3 separate regions of the Rattus norvegicus genome follow, and all the other regions are linked to region 2. The links are chromatin contacts, called in public Hi-C and HiChIP or PLAC-seq maps. All regions are on one chromosome and are shown on one strand. The core of a region is the stretch at or near the end of the contact, and the rest is flanking DNA. Distances in the headings are between cores, read along the strand shown. Region 1 holds the start of Socs5 (suppressor of cytokine signaling 5). Region 2 holds the start of Mcfd2 (multiple coagulation factor deficiency 2, ER cargo receptor complex subunit). Region 3 holds the start of Calm2 (calmodulin 2).

Region 1 (4,503 bases), core at 590-3,089, 240 kb after region 2:
GTCAAAAGGTGTTAGGTTTCAATATTTTAAGCTGCTGTTTTGTATGCCAGTACATTCTCCCTAAGGACAAATGGTAAAATTCAAGGACAATAAGGAGAAAAATACATAATTACCCATTACTTTTTCAAGAACTCTGGAGACCAATTAAAAACATTAGCACCTTTTTGCAGAAATGTTTGAATTAGCCAGCAAAGTATCCTTCAGATTTTTCCCCTAAATTTTAAGTACTCCCTAATCAAGTGAGTCTTCATTTTGTAAGCGGTAGAGAACTCAAGAAATGTATGAAATTAGTAATACAGATGTGACTTTAAAAAGAGACTAAGGACCAGCAGTGCACTTCTTAGCTTACTCTACTACCCGGGAATAAAAAAGGTAATATCCCTACAGGACAGCCACAAGGGTGAACTCCGGACAACAGCCATTGCCCATGTGTGTGTCTTTCTTCAGTTGCTAAGCCAGTCTCACAAGAGGACTGTGAATACGAGACTATTAAGATTAAAGTATGTATTTGACTAAATTCCCAACTGTTAGAACACTCAAGCTCATTTTAGCACTGTCCTCCAATACCAGCATCTTTTTCATTTCAATACTTAAAGAGAAACCATTTTTAAACTTCTTTAGAACATGTAGTTCAATCTTACATGGCCTTGTAAAGAAACAGTTAAAAGCAAGCATGACTTACAAGTCTTCCAGGATAAATGTCAGTAAATCGGAATAGTACAGTCCAGCCTAGTGTTAACTTTGAAAGGAGCAAGCCTCCGGTGTAGATGGAGAAGCTGCTGTAAGAAGTCAAGATGTAGTTGGAAGAATGTCCAGGAAAACTGATAACTGCCCAAACCCATCAAATCCATACATACAGTTTAAAATAAAGGATCACTGACCGAAGTCCAGCAGCGAGCCACCGTTTGCTTGGAACGCCAAAATAAAAATGTTAAAAGCTCGTGACTGACCCCCATAGCCTTCAAAGTTGAGAACCACACCAAGTGTATTTCTGCTGTTCCTTAGCATCCTTCTGTCAATGCAACTCCCTCGCTGCCACAAAGTCACTCGGCTTCAGCTACTCGAATGCCCAAACCCCAGCACCAAAGAGCCATTTATTAAAAGCTCAAGGACTTGGAGCGGGGTCTTCCTTGCGGCCGCCTCCGCATCCTGTACTAAACTAACCATCTCAGGTTAAACCCCCGGAGATGCTCCAGTCTTTTCCCGCATCCACGCTCCCCAGCTCCTTCCTTCATCTCCCGGTAGACCTTTTAGGTAGACCTTTTACCGTCGACCTTGAGGACCCTCAGGTCGGAGCGCTGGGGCTCCAGGTGAATTGACTGGTCCCCTCTACCCTTGCAGTGGGCACCGACGACCTCCCCCATCCAGTCTCGACCCACCACGACCCCGATGACGAATGCCCTCCTATCAGCCCCAGACGACCCCTTCTTCCCCTTAGGTGCCCTGACTCCAACCGAAAAGCAATTCCTCCGAGACGTACCGAGAGCCTACTGCGCGTAAGCTCCCACTACGCGCGGCACCGGGCGCAGGGGCTCAACGCCCCGGCTGGTCTTCCTCTTCCCGGCGGATCCATCCCGGCCCAAGGGCCGTGCCGCCTGCGCCGAGGTGCGGAGGCGCCCGCCCGAGGAAGACTGCGCCGGGCACAGGGACCGGGGCGTGGAGAGGCGGCGGCTTGCGGACCAGCGCCGGGCGACCGCGGGGACACTCAGCGGCCGGGACACGCGCGGCGGCCTCATCCAGGGCACCTGCGGCCAGGCAGGATGGGCCGGGGCGGCGCAGTCAGCGACAGGGCGAGGGCGACCGCCCGCGCGTCCCGTCCTCCGCTCCTGCCCGGCCGGCGCAGCCTCGCTTCCTCTGGACGGAGCCCGGGGACCCCAGCTCGGCCGGATGCCCCCGCCAGCCCCCACCCCTTCCCGGCCGCCTCCCCCTCGTCACCCTCTCCCCTCCCCCCGCCCCCCAACCCCCCACCGGAATGGAAAATACCTCCCGGGGTGGGGGGGCGGGCGGGGCCACACCTCTCTGAAGGGCAGCCTACCGTGACCAATGGCAGGCGGGGCTGTAGATGGGCGGGACTCCCGGAGGCCAATCCAGAGGCGGGTAGGTGAAGGCCGGAGGAGGGAGGCTGGGAGCTCCAGAGGGGAGGCCGGCGAGTTAAGGAGGTCCAGCCGCGCTGGTGCGTGCTGTGCGCGGCTGCCATTTTGGAGTCGGGCAGCTGCGACAGCGGCCGGGTTCGGCCGAAGAGGGAGGAGCCAGTCAGGTGGGAGAGAGGCTGACACGTGGCCGGGGTGGGCGGGGCAGAGCCGGCTAGGGCTGGAGGGGAGGGGGCGAGGACTGGGAGTCTAGGAGGCTGGAGTGGGTCACGGGGCCGTGGAGCCCGCTAGGAGTGGGCGCTAAGGTGGAAGGTCAACCAGAGGTGCGGGTAGGGAGTAGTAGCTTTGTTCGTTTGGGCTCTGTTAGGGAGACCGAGGCGAAAATGCTGAATGGAGGTTGCGAGTGCCGGGTAGGAAAATGTGAATGAGTTTCTCTAGCTCCCTTTTGCATGGAGCCATCCAAGTCACTGAATTCCAATATTCACGGCAAACCGGGCATCTCATTGAATTCAACTCTTCCCATCCAGGCTCTCAGCTGCCACGAAGATGACTCATACACGAGGGGAGGGGTGTTGTCGCTCCCTCTCTTCGCTTGCATTTTATGTGGATGGCCCCGCCATTTCGATGGCTGCAAGGACAGAGAAGTATATCGGGGGATTGTGATACCGGCGAGACACCTCAGCTGGCCCTTTAGAACCGTGGTTACCACTCATAAGCTACTGACATATTGCTTTCCAGTGCTTAGACAAAAAGACTTGCTCTTCCCGTTTACTTCATGGTTCGAATACAGTCTGCTCCCCCAGGGAATCTACGGAAAGTGGTCCTTTTATCAGCGATATCCATATAGGGTCACTTTTTAGTCATGATTGTTTGAAACAGCCTGACTGTATAGCCTAGGATGCTCTGGAGCTCAATGTGGAGCCCAAGCTGGCCACAAGATAGTGGTGCTCCTACTTCAGCCTGCTGAATAGTAAGATTTTTTTTTTTTTTTACCACTTTTAGTCTTTAATGCCTTGCAGTGGGAACTGCAGACTACATTTTTCTTGAAGGCTTTTCTTAGACTCTTCTCGGCCCCCACCTTAACATTGTACACCCTCGGATTGCTTTTTCAGTTGTTTTTAAGTGTTTGTTCTTTATTGGCTCCTTGAGAGGCTCGGGGTCTGGCCCTCAGCCCTTTTCTCTGGTTCTGTATATGGGCTGATCTAGCCATTCAGATAGAATCACAGATGAACGTCCGGTCATTGAAGGCCAGATCTGAATTTCTAAGCAGCTTCTAGCCGCTTCACTTGTCTACTGGAGTAAGTTCCCCATTGGAACACACACCTGAACTTCACCAAGCCTGCTCCTCCTCTGTTCCTCGTACCACTTCACATTAACTCTCTCCCAGGAGCTCCTGGGACCAGAGAGCAAGCCTCTGTCCACTTTCTTACTGCTCCAGCATCTCTCTCTCTCTCTTTGCTATAGTTTGGATCTGGGATGTTCTTCACAGGCCTATGAATTACTCTTGGTCCTTGGCATGAAGGTGGTGGGACCTTTAAAAGACAGAGAGGCTAGTGGACAGAGAAACTTTAGGTCAGAGTATGTGAGTGTGTGTATGTGAGTGTGTGTGTGTGTTGGGGGGATTAGAGTGGGTTGTGAGATCCTCATCACTGCTTCACCTCCTATCCAGGATGTGAGCAGTTTTGTTCTGCAGTGCACCCCTGCCCTCCTCTCATTAGCTACAGCTGTTCACCTGACTCACCTCAGCATTATCTGAGGGAAAGCGCACATGGAGGCCCACCTCAATCGGCTTGGTTCTGGGATGTGTCTGTCAGCATTTTCTTGATTGCTCATTGTTGTAGGAGGCCCAGGCACTATTGGCCATGCACTCCCTGGCAGTGGCCTTGGCTGTCTGTATAAGAAAGGCCAAGTGTGGGCCTAGGAGCAAGCCAGTCATTTGTGGTGTTTGCGTTGGTTCCTTCTTGAGTTTCTAACCCGACTTCCCCCTGATGCTGAGCTGTACACTGAACGATTAAATAAACCCTTTCCTCCCTGAGTTGCTTTTAGTCATAATGTTTTCCCCAGCAACAGAAAGAACATGCCCCAGTGTGCCCTTCACCCCGTGAGAGACAGAGAATAAGCCTACCAGATCAGGACTGGAGCCTCCAAACCGAACTTGTTCCCTTCATACGTTGGTCATCGCAGCGCCGTAACCGGACCGACATGGTGTGAACTAAACACCCTCGATCCACTGCCGCCGTCACTTCCTCCTTTGTGCTATTTAATCATTAGGCCAATATTTATTGAGCATTTTAGTATTAGCTCAAGATGTAATGGTCAACAAAACTGACGAGGTGGCTGATGGGGCAAGACAAGCAGTATACAAGTAGATTAACAACTAGGTAAGCCGGGAGTGACATGCATTCCAAAAACT
Region 2 (4,258 bases), core at 1,264-3,763:
ATGGTTGAAAGTGTCTGTAATGCCAGTGGTAGAAGAGGGGCTCGGAGACAGGAACATCCCTGGAGCTCACTGGCTGCTCAGCCAGCCTTGCCAAACTGATGAATGCCAGGTTCACTGAGAGACTGTCTCAAAACACGAGGAGGACAGAAGAAGGCATTCACTGTAGATTTATGGCATCCATACGTAAGCAAATGCCCACACCCACATGGACACGTACAAACATCACATATACATATAAGACCTTGAGAGTTGTCTGCATACAACTGGGTTTTCAAGCGTAGGACTAGATGAAGTCACTGGATGAAGGCACTCTGCCCCTTGGCACCCTTTTATTTGTACATCGACAGAGGATGCGACCCTGGTCGAACAGATAGAACAGGCACAGATGTCGGAAAACAAAAGGAAATGCTTACAAGTGTGGCTGTGCCTTAGGGCTTTATTGCTGTGAAGAGACACCATGACCATGGCACCTCTTATAAAGGAAAACATTTAATTGGGGATGGCTTAGTTTCAGAGGTTTAGACCATTATCTCGGAGGGAAGCATGGCAGTGTGCAGGGAGACATGGGACTGAAGGAGCTGAGAGTTCTACATCTTCATCCACAGGCAGCAAAAGGAGTGTGTGTGTCACCCTGAGCATAGCTGGAGCATAGAAGACCTCTAACCTGTCTCCACAGTGACACATTTCCTCCAACAGGGCCATACCCACTCCAACAAGGCTGTACCTCTTAATTGTGCCACTCTCTACAGGTCAAGCATTGAAACATGGGAGATAATGGAGGCCAAACCTATTCTAACCACCACAGGATGTTTGAGTGCAACAAATAAACAAGCCAGAAGAGACCCCTGGTTTGCCTGGAGATTGCCTTTTCAATTGCATTATGGGAAAGAACCAGAGGACAAATATCTGTGCAGGTAAGAATGGTCAGGCAGAAAAGATGGAGTACCTAGCTTGGTGGCAAGTGCTTATTAGACAAAAGTCTGAGCCAGGCTGTGGTGGCACAGACCTTTAATCCCATCACTTGGGAGGCAGAAGCACGTGGATCTGCGTCTGAGGTCAGCCTAGTCCACAGCAAGTTCCAGAACAGCCAGAGCTACACAGAGCTCCTGTCTCAAAAAACCAAACCAAACCAAACCAAACTAAACCAAACCAAACCAAACAGAAAGGTAGGTCTGGGAGGTGGAAGGTGAAGGACAGAGGATCAGGAGTTCCAGGCTACCCTCAGTCCAGTTCCTAGTCACTGAGTTTCTTTTTTTTTTTTTTTTTTTTTTGGTTCTTTTTTTTCGGAGCTGGGGACCGAACCCAGGGCCTTGTGCTTCCTAGGCAAGGGCTCTACCACTAAGCTAAATCCCCAACCCCAGTTACTGAGTTTCTTAAAGGGCCATAAACTACCTGTATTTATAGCTCCCAAGACAATGGAGCGTAGGTAGAATGCAGTCTGGATGGAGGCGCAGAGTACCCGGAACGAACTGGATCAAACTAATCTAAGCTTCAGAATGAGATGGAATGTTGTGTTAATATCTTAGGGACTAAGAGGTTTTTCTCTCCCTATAGGATAATGTTGAAACCTTAATCTTGGAAGTGGGACAAAGGCGGTGCTGTTGGCCAATTTTCAAGGCCTCAAGGAAGTAGGGAAGGCTTTGATATAATCTCTCTCCCCTTTTGATGTAGGAGCAGCTAAAAAAAAAAGATTATGTATCTTCATGGATACAAAGGAGAGAAGGTATTTTAAAATGTACAATCCTGTATCCATCTGGATTTATACACATTCACTGAAAGACAGTTTTGTTAGGAGTAAAGGGCAGGATCGTTTTTTGAAAGTATATTGTCTTCTCTAGAAAAGAACACCCGGTTTCGGCTAGGTGATTAAGAGCACTGGCTTTTCAGTCCCCACCACCCACATGGCACCTCACAACTGTCTAACTCCAGTTCAGGGGATCCCACACTCTCTGGTCGGACACCAATGTACATAAATTTAAAAAGTAAAGAAAACAAAACCAGCCGATTTCAGGAACTTTACTAGCTGGGTCGCCCATAAGTCTTGGAGCTTGAGGCTGTGGCTCAGGAATAGAGCAAAGAAAAAACGGAAGCAGGTCATTCATGGAAACGCAGGGTCCTTGGCGGGCACCGGCTGCCTCATTGGACAGGAGTTAGGGGTTTTACACTCTTCTTCGGTGTGAAGTGCGGGGAGAGGGGCAAGAGCACGGTCAAAGAATAGAGAAGGCGAGGCTGGCCAACCTCTGAGTCCGCTCCTCCGTATCCTGCAGCCCAAAACTCCTGTGGTGCCTCTTCCCGGGGCTTCAGGGTTGCCTAGCAACTCGCACGCCTGGACGCTCCAGGGCTAAGCAGCAGGGTGTCGCCCTCAGGAGGCAGATCCGGCGCGCCAGCCACAGGGGACACGTGGACTCAATGGATCGGGCCGCGCAGGGGGCGGGGCCGACGGCTCCCGGGGCGGTGGGAGGCTGTGCGCCTGCGCGGCTGACCGAGGGGCGGGTCCGGCGTGCGGAGAAAAAGCGTCAGGGGGACGGCAGCTGGCAAGGTTCATCCAGAAGTGCTTCGCGACTGCGTCAGGGATTATCAGGGTGAGCGAACCGGCGGGCGGGAGGCCTGACCCTTGGAGCAGAGGTCGGTCGGTGGCTCCCGGGCCTGGGACTCGGGATGGGAGGCCAGGGCGGCAGGGTGGAGGATGCCGACCGTCCGGGCACAGTGGGACCTGTGGCCCACGGCAGCCGCCTGTCTTCCGAGAGGGTTTCGGGGCCAGACGTGTCTGGCTGGCGGAGTCCCGCGCTGCTGTTTTCGCTCACCCCATTCCCGGGCGTCTAAGTGTCTGGCTGTAGGGTCAGCTGTGTGGACTTGTCACGTACCCCGGCTGGCCTAGAAGCACGAGGGCCACAGGCGTTACTCCATCTGTCCCTGGCTCCCCATCTGCCCCTGGCTCCCCCATCTTCCTCGGGGCAGACCCGCAGGTCCTGTTGTCTCGGCGGGGTTGGCTAGGTTGAGCCTGGGAGGTTAGGAAGACAAGGGATGCTCGTTTCTCTTGTTTTCCTTTTCTGGAAAACCTCCATCCACACATGTGCCCAAACCAGAGGCCTAGGCATCAATCTCGCCTACACTCGTCAAATACATTGAACCCATTCAGAACTCTCACTTTTCCAGACACCTTGCCTTAACAATCAGCTCCTCTTTCTGCTCCGTTGATATTTACTGATACTCTTCCACGTGTCCAATACAGGGAGCTAGAGACACGCTCTTGAAACAAATCTCTTATGCTCCTCCACCCTGCCCCATTCCCTGGTTCTTCTGTGGATTCTCTTTGCCCTTCTAAGCCCTTCCACAGGCCTACCATACCTGTGTGACTCACTGTCTTTGAACTTTACTCAAGACCTGTCCCTCAACTGAATATTCTGCAGCTACATTGGACCCAAGTCATTTCTGAGTTTAGGCGTTCACCGCCATATGTTCTGTCTATGAGGGGAATACATCGTTTTTGGTTGAAATATTTCTTCTCATGCTTTCTGTGGATGGGGGTTTATGTGGTACCCCTTGAGTGTCTCTTTGGTGATCTCTGTTTTGTATTAAGCTGTCATCTATGAGAGAGGAGTCCACCTGTTCTCACAACCCTCACAGTTCTGCTCTTCCTATGTTACTAGGCTGTTAGTTAAAGGGTAGCATGCTTTTCCTTTGGAATCCCCCAATGAACAAGTGGATCAAAATATTAAACACCAAATTGTTCAGGACAAATTCTCAACCTCAGCCCAGGTAAAGGTTTCTTTAACTGGGAGACTTATGGTTGGTTTTACTTCAAGAGCAAGGAGACAACCAGGACTAGTCAATTTTCATTGGCATTGGCTCTGGGTACAGGATAGATATCTGGGTGTTGTCAAATGTGAAAATTCCTAAGAGCCTCTGACTTAGAAAAAGGCTGCCAACAGCTGCTAGGAGGAAAGCTCACTCCCTGATAGGAATAATGACACAATGGGAGGAGAGGGTGGGCCAGGCCCTTCCCAGGAGCAGGCATGCTCCAAACGGAGAGCTCGGCCTAAGACCAGGGCCTTGGAGATGAAGTACTGTGCCACATCTCACCTTATTCTAACCACATTGTCCCAGGCCAGCTCAGCATTGGTACACAAATGAGAGGAAAAAGAAACATAGGAAGGAAGAAACAGACAAGGAAGCAAAGGGTGTTATCTGCAAGAGTCTTTGGGTTATGTCTGAGCTGGACCTAGAAGGAATGACCAGACACAGTGGCAACAGAGAC
Region 3 (4,702 bases), core at 1,874-4,373, 180 kb before region 2:
TGTGTGTGTGTGCTGGTGCGTGTGCCCTCTTGCACACATGAGTACCTGTGCTTGCAGAGGCCAGAAGAGGGCACTGGCTTTTCTGTAGTTGGAGGTGTAGGCAGCTCAACATGGGTGCTGGGAACTAAACTCTAGTCCTCTGAAAGAACAGCTAGATAGAGCTCTTAATTGTCGTGTCATCTCTCCAGCAGTGGACTAGATCATAAGTATTCTGTAACAGCTCACGTGTGGCAGGCACAGTATTCAAAGCAACAGTATTCAAGAGTTGGGACCTTTGGTGGTGATTGGATTGGGAGGGCTCTGTCTTCATGGATAGATGAATTCATTCACGGCCTCATGGATTAATGGTTTTGGGAGCGGGGAGGGGCCTGGTTATAAAAGCAAGTTCTTTTTGCTTCTTGGAGGCTAAGAGTTTGGTTCTTTCTCCTGCTGCCCCCAGGATGCTCTCCTCCACTAACAGCCTGAACATGACACGGACATGACTGTGAAGCCATAGCAGCAGCAGCAGCAGCAGCAGCAGCAGCAGCAGCAGCAGCAGCAGCAGCAGCGGGAGCAGCAGTGGCAGCGGCCATGACTCTAAGTTGAGGCGTTTTGTCACGGTGATGGAAAGTTAACTGTCACATCATCTCAGCCCTGCTTTGCCTCATTAAAGGGAAAACAGCTTAACGTTCTCAGCTAGGTTCCATCTGAACCACGGACGAAGATAACTTCTGTCCTACCTTCCCAATTCCATTCTAGATCATAGAAGAGAAGTTGACGTATTACATATGATCAGTGTCCTGGAAAAAGTAGGACTTAATTTTTTTTTTTAATTTATTGAGGAACCCATAGACTATATTCAAGGATGACATTACGGTTTGTTTGTTCTTGTTTTTGCCTTATTAACTAGCAAAACTGGCTAAAAGAGAGAAGCTGGGGAAAGGAAGTTATCCAATGATAGGACTGGTGTTATCTCAATTCAGAAAATGAGGAAGAAGCAGCAGAGGGGAAGTTCATTCTTATTTTTTCCCAAGACGGACAAAGGTAACAAACTCTAAGATCTCACGTTGGGAATCGGACAGAGAAAAGATGTGTTCAAGGCTCATGGCCATCCCTGACTTGCTTTTCACTGACAACTGCCTGGGTTAGGCTGAGCCCTCTGTCATACTTCAGAAGACAAGGGCTCTATAAATAAATTGACTTGGAACCATCTCAAATACACACAAACCACAATGGCTTTCAATGTAAACCTTGACTTTTCTTTCTCTTCTTGAGAGGTCAGCAAGGAAGATTACGCAAGACAGGCTTTACCAAAATCCAACCTAGGGAATCTGGAAGAACTTTCCTGTATCCTCTATTTTTAAAAATTATTTCTTTGTACTTGCTACCCAGTGCCGCCGCACTTCTCTAGGCACAGATCTGTGCTGATCATGCATTATACACCAATCCTCTTAAAAATTCCTTCCCTAGAGGAGGCAATTATTCATTTTGTCAATTTCCCACCATTAAAAGTTTCATATGTAAAATCACTGCATGCTAATGGGGTACTGTGTAAAGAGAATATTTTTAGTGAGTCAGCTGAAAGAAAAAAAAATCATTAGTAGGTCTTCCATTTGAAGATCCGAGAGGAATCACAGATTTCTGAGGTATACCTTGGAAAACCTTGGAATTTACCAGAATGCAGTGCACTGGAACGGTGGCCTCAGGTTCTTGAGTAGAGGTGCCCATTTTAAAGTAATATTTTCACTTGATGTTTATCTCATTTGTAGGATAAGGTTAATTAACTCCCCCCACCCCTTTCAAAATTATCAAGGCACCACAATGGCAAGGATAATGGAAACAGAAATCTGAGGTGGGCTTTTTGTTTTGTTTTGTTTTCCCATTGAGTGGGCATCCGTTTGAAAGGGTGTGGACTTTGTCAGTGCTAATTAGAAGGCCGCTTAATGTCTGGTTTGCATGATTGAAAGAGGTCCCAGCACTGGCTTCATTACAAGATATGTTCAAAGGTGTGAGGGAATGTCTAATTTAGGTAAAGGAGGTTAAATCCGACTGAAGCTTTCCGAGTGGGTGCAGATAGCTGTTAGCTTCGAGATGTTCTTGCCAAACAGGAAAGTATCGTGAAAGGCAGGCTTCTTCTCAAAAGTTGGTTTCATCTTGGCTTGCTTTTTTTAAAATGCTGCTCGTTTCGAGGGTCTGCATGGTGGTGCTCTTTCCACTGGGAAGTTCGTCTCTGACTTCACCATCTTCATAATTCTTTCTGGGCCGTGGTTGTTCCATCAGTCTTGTCTGGGTACCAAATTTTGAGGATTAAGTCCTCGTTTCCTTAACCTCCATCATCCTTTTCTGGTCGTCTACTTTGGGTTTTCAACAGCACATACTCTGATACCGTAGGTTTGAATACCTTTCAGATAACTTACTGCTAGGCAAGAAAAGTAAAGGGGAAGCATAAACGGAAGCCCCTTTCTGATTAGTCTGTCAGCTGAGCTGCACCATGAAATGAAAAACGACTGGTCTCCCTGATGCAGCAACTGGGCGCGGGGTGGGCGTTTACTGGGGGTGGGGGTCCTTCAGTTCTATTTTTTTATTGGCTTATGTTGTTTTTGTCGAAACCTCCATACGGGGCGGGAAGGTAAGTGTGTGCGTGTGCCTGTGGCAGGGAGAACGGATGGAAGAAGGTCCTCCAGCCAAGCGCAAAGAGAGCCACGCTGCCTCCTGGCGCAGTTGCCAGGACAGCCCGGCGCGAGCAGCAACGGCAGAAGCCGCACCGCGTTCCGGCTGAGAGCAAGTGACGCATTGCAGGTACAAACCAGCCAATCAGCAGCTAGCTCAACGGCGTTCGCAGTGTCCATCTCCACCGCGGTGCTCCTCCGCGCCGCAAAGTAGCGCCCCCCAGGCGCGGTTCCCCCGGCCTTTTAACGGCTTGCCTGGGAGTGAAACCCACTTACGTCACCCGTCCCCTGCTCCCCTTTATCTCTTGCCTGTCTGACCGGTGACTGCGGAGAAAAGGGTCTCCCGGAGTGGAGGGGGGCACACGGGGCTGGCCGGGACTCGTTCGCTATGTTCCGTTATCTGTCGTGAGGCGGAGGGATCTGGCGGAGGGAGGCGGAGGGAGGTGTTTATGAGGAGCTGGGGGCGGAGGAGGAGAATTAGTCCGAGTGGAGCGAGCGAGTCGAGTGGTTGTCTGTTCTGGTCTCGGAAACCGGTAGCCCTTGCAGCATGGTGAGTGCGTAGCCGAGCGGCCGGCGGCGCCGGTGGGGGAAAGATGCCGAAGCGGACTGACTAAAGAGGGGGACCTGCCCGCGCTGACCCTCGAGGAGCCGTCTTCCCCAGAGGGATGGCACCAAAAAGGCCAGGAGGCCCCCGCGACGGTCATGTCGCAGGTGTCCCCCACCCAGGTCCTCTTGGGTTCCCTTAGATGAGTCGGGGGACGGCTGCGGAGCTTGGCCGGGGGAAGATGGATCAGGGGTGAGGGGCGGTGTGGTCGGTCGGGAGAGCAAGCGCGGGGCGCCGCGGCTGAGGCGGCGCTAAAGGTCAGCCCTGGGGCCGGATTCAAACCGCCGCCAACGGCCACGGCTAAGCGCGGGCGCCAGGAAGCGCCTTTGTCCGCCCGGCAGCCATGCGCGGGGGGTGGGGTGAGGAGGAGCGCGGGGCCCCGGGGCGAGCGGGCGCCGTTAGCCCGCATCCCCGCGAGGCGAGGTAAGCCAGCCGGCCCGGGGCGCGCCCTGTGCGTCCTGCCGGTGCGGGAAGCAGGCGCTGGGGGTGGGGTGGGCGCGCGGGGCCCGGAGCCGCCGCCCGACGCTGCTCGGCTCGCGCCCCAGCTGCTGCGCTGGCACCTGCAGGACTGCGGAGGTCTGGGCGGCCCGCGGCGCTGCGGGGATGGGCGGGGGAGGGGACCCTAGCAGTTCCCCCATCCCCCTCCGCGCAGTGCTGCTTGTTCCACTCCATCTGGTGCTGTCTTCCACTACCCAGACTGGATGCTTAATTTCTTTCTTTTTTTTAATCGCTGAAGAATACAAGCTTTATGCTGGAAGTCGGGCGCTTTCTCCAAATACAGTTTATAAAGGGAAAGCAATCGCCTTCAGTTAGGGTCTCAAAGACTTTTTCTGCCCACAGCGAAAGCAAGCCAGTGAAAGTAGCAATTAAGGGGCGGGTCGCTAAATTCTTGAGTACTCAGGTGCACTCCTGTTCACCTCTACCACACGCAGCGTTCCTTGAACGCTTGTGTTTGTGTTTCTTGTATTTCGGTGTAGGAGTTGCCATCCCATCTTAGTTATTAGATCTACAGTTCATTTATACAGTATTGGCTGTCAGAAACTGTGCACTTAAAGGGTGTATGAGAGAGGAGATTTCAGAGAGATTTTTTTTCTTAAATAAGAGACTCCTCGTGTTTCCTGTAAAAGAATGAGGACAGTAATTTGCACTACTTACTTTACTCCTTTGCCAAATGGTTACAGCAATGGGTGTGTCTAGGAGGCAAGGTGACATCTTAAACAGTAGTTGGGAATCCCTGCCAACTGAAACCTCCAGCCTGCTTGGGTGTGGGGAGAGTTCACCTTGGAGAGAGCTAGCATTCATTTAACTTTGGTGAATCTTTGTGTTTTGATAAGTATTTTTTTAACTAATGAATTTTAATATGCTGATTGAATTTGTACTTTGTAAGGTGAAACAGGATATAAATTACAGGCATGTAATTGGCACTCCAAGTTATGTAGTAACTTATTTT

The links. Hi-C and Micro-C count contacts between places; a contact is called where the count stands out from the background. HiChIP or PLAC-seq counts read pairs in DNA pulled down with a chosen protein or histone mark.
Region 1: a contact with region 2 is called in an H3K27ac HiChIP or PLAC-seq map of oligodendrocytes, with 4 times the contacts expected there. The contact joins the promoter of Socs5 here to the promoter of Mcfd2 in region 2. A contact is called at or near these places in 1 of 12 Hi-C or Micro-C datasets (liver) and 1 of 1 datasets of contacts at active chromatin or transcription factors (oligodendrocytes).
Region 3: a Hi-C map of the A7r5 cell line shows a contact between it and region 2, with 3 times the contacts expected there. The contact joins the promoter of Calm2 here to the promoter of Mcfd2 in region 2. A contact is called at or near these places in 3 of 12 Hi-C or Micro-C datasets (the A7r5 cell line, liver and mammary epithelial cells).

What each region holds. Positions count from the first base shown.
Region 1 is chr6:13,263,992-13,268,494 of GRCr8, forward strand. It overlaps Socs5 (suppressor of cytokine signaling 5), which reads right to left and starts at 1,840. Exons shown (of 2, transcript NM_001109274.1): 1 at 1,481-1,840.
Region 2 is chr6:13,025,537-13,029,794 of GRCr8, forward strand. It overlaps Mcfd2 (multiple coagulation factor deficiency 2, ER cargo receptor complex subunit), which reads left to right and starts at 2,514. Exons shown (of 4, transcript NM_139253.2): 1 at 2,514-2,582.
Region 3 is chr6:12,842,047-12,846,748 of GRCr8, forward strand. It overlaps Calm2 (calmodulin 2), which reads left to right and starts at 3,124. Exons shown (of 5, transcript NM_017326.3): 1 at 3,124-3,198. The coding sequence starts at 3,196.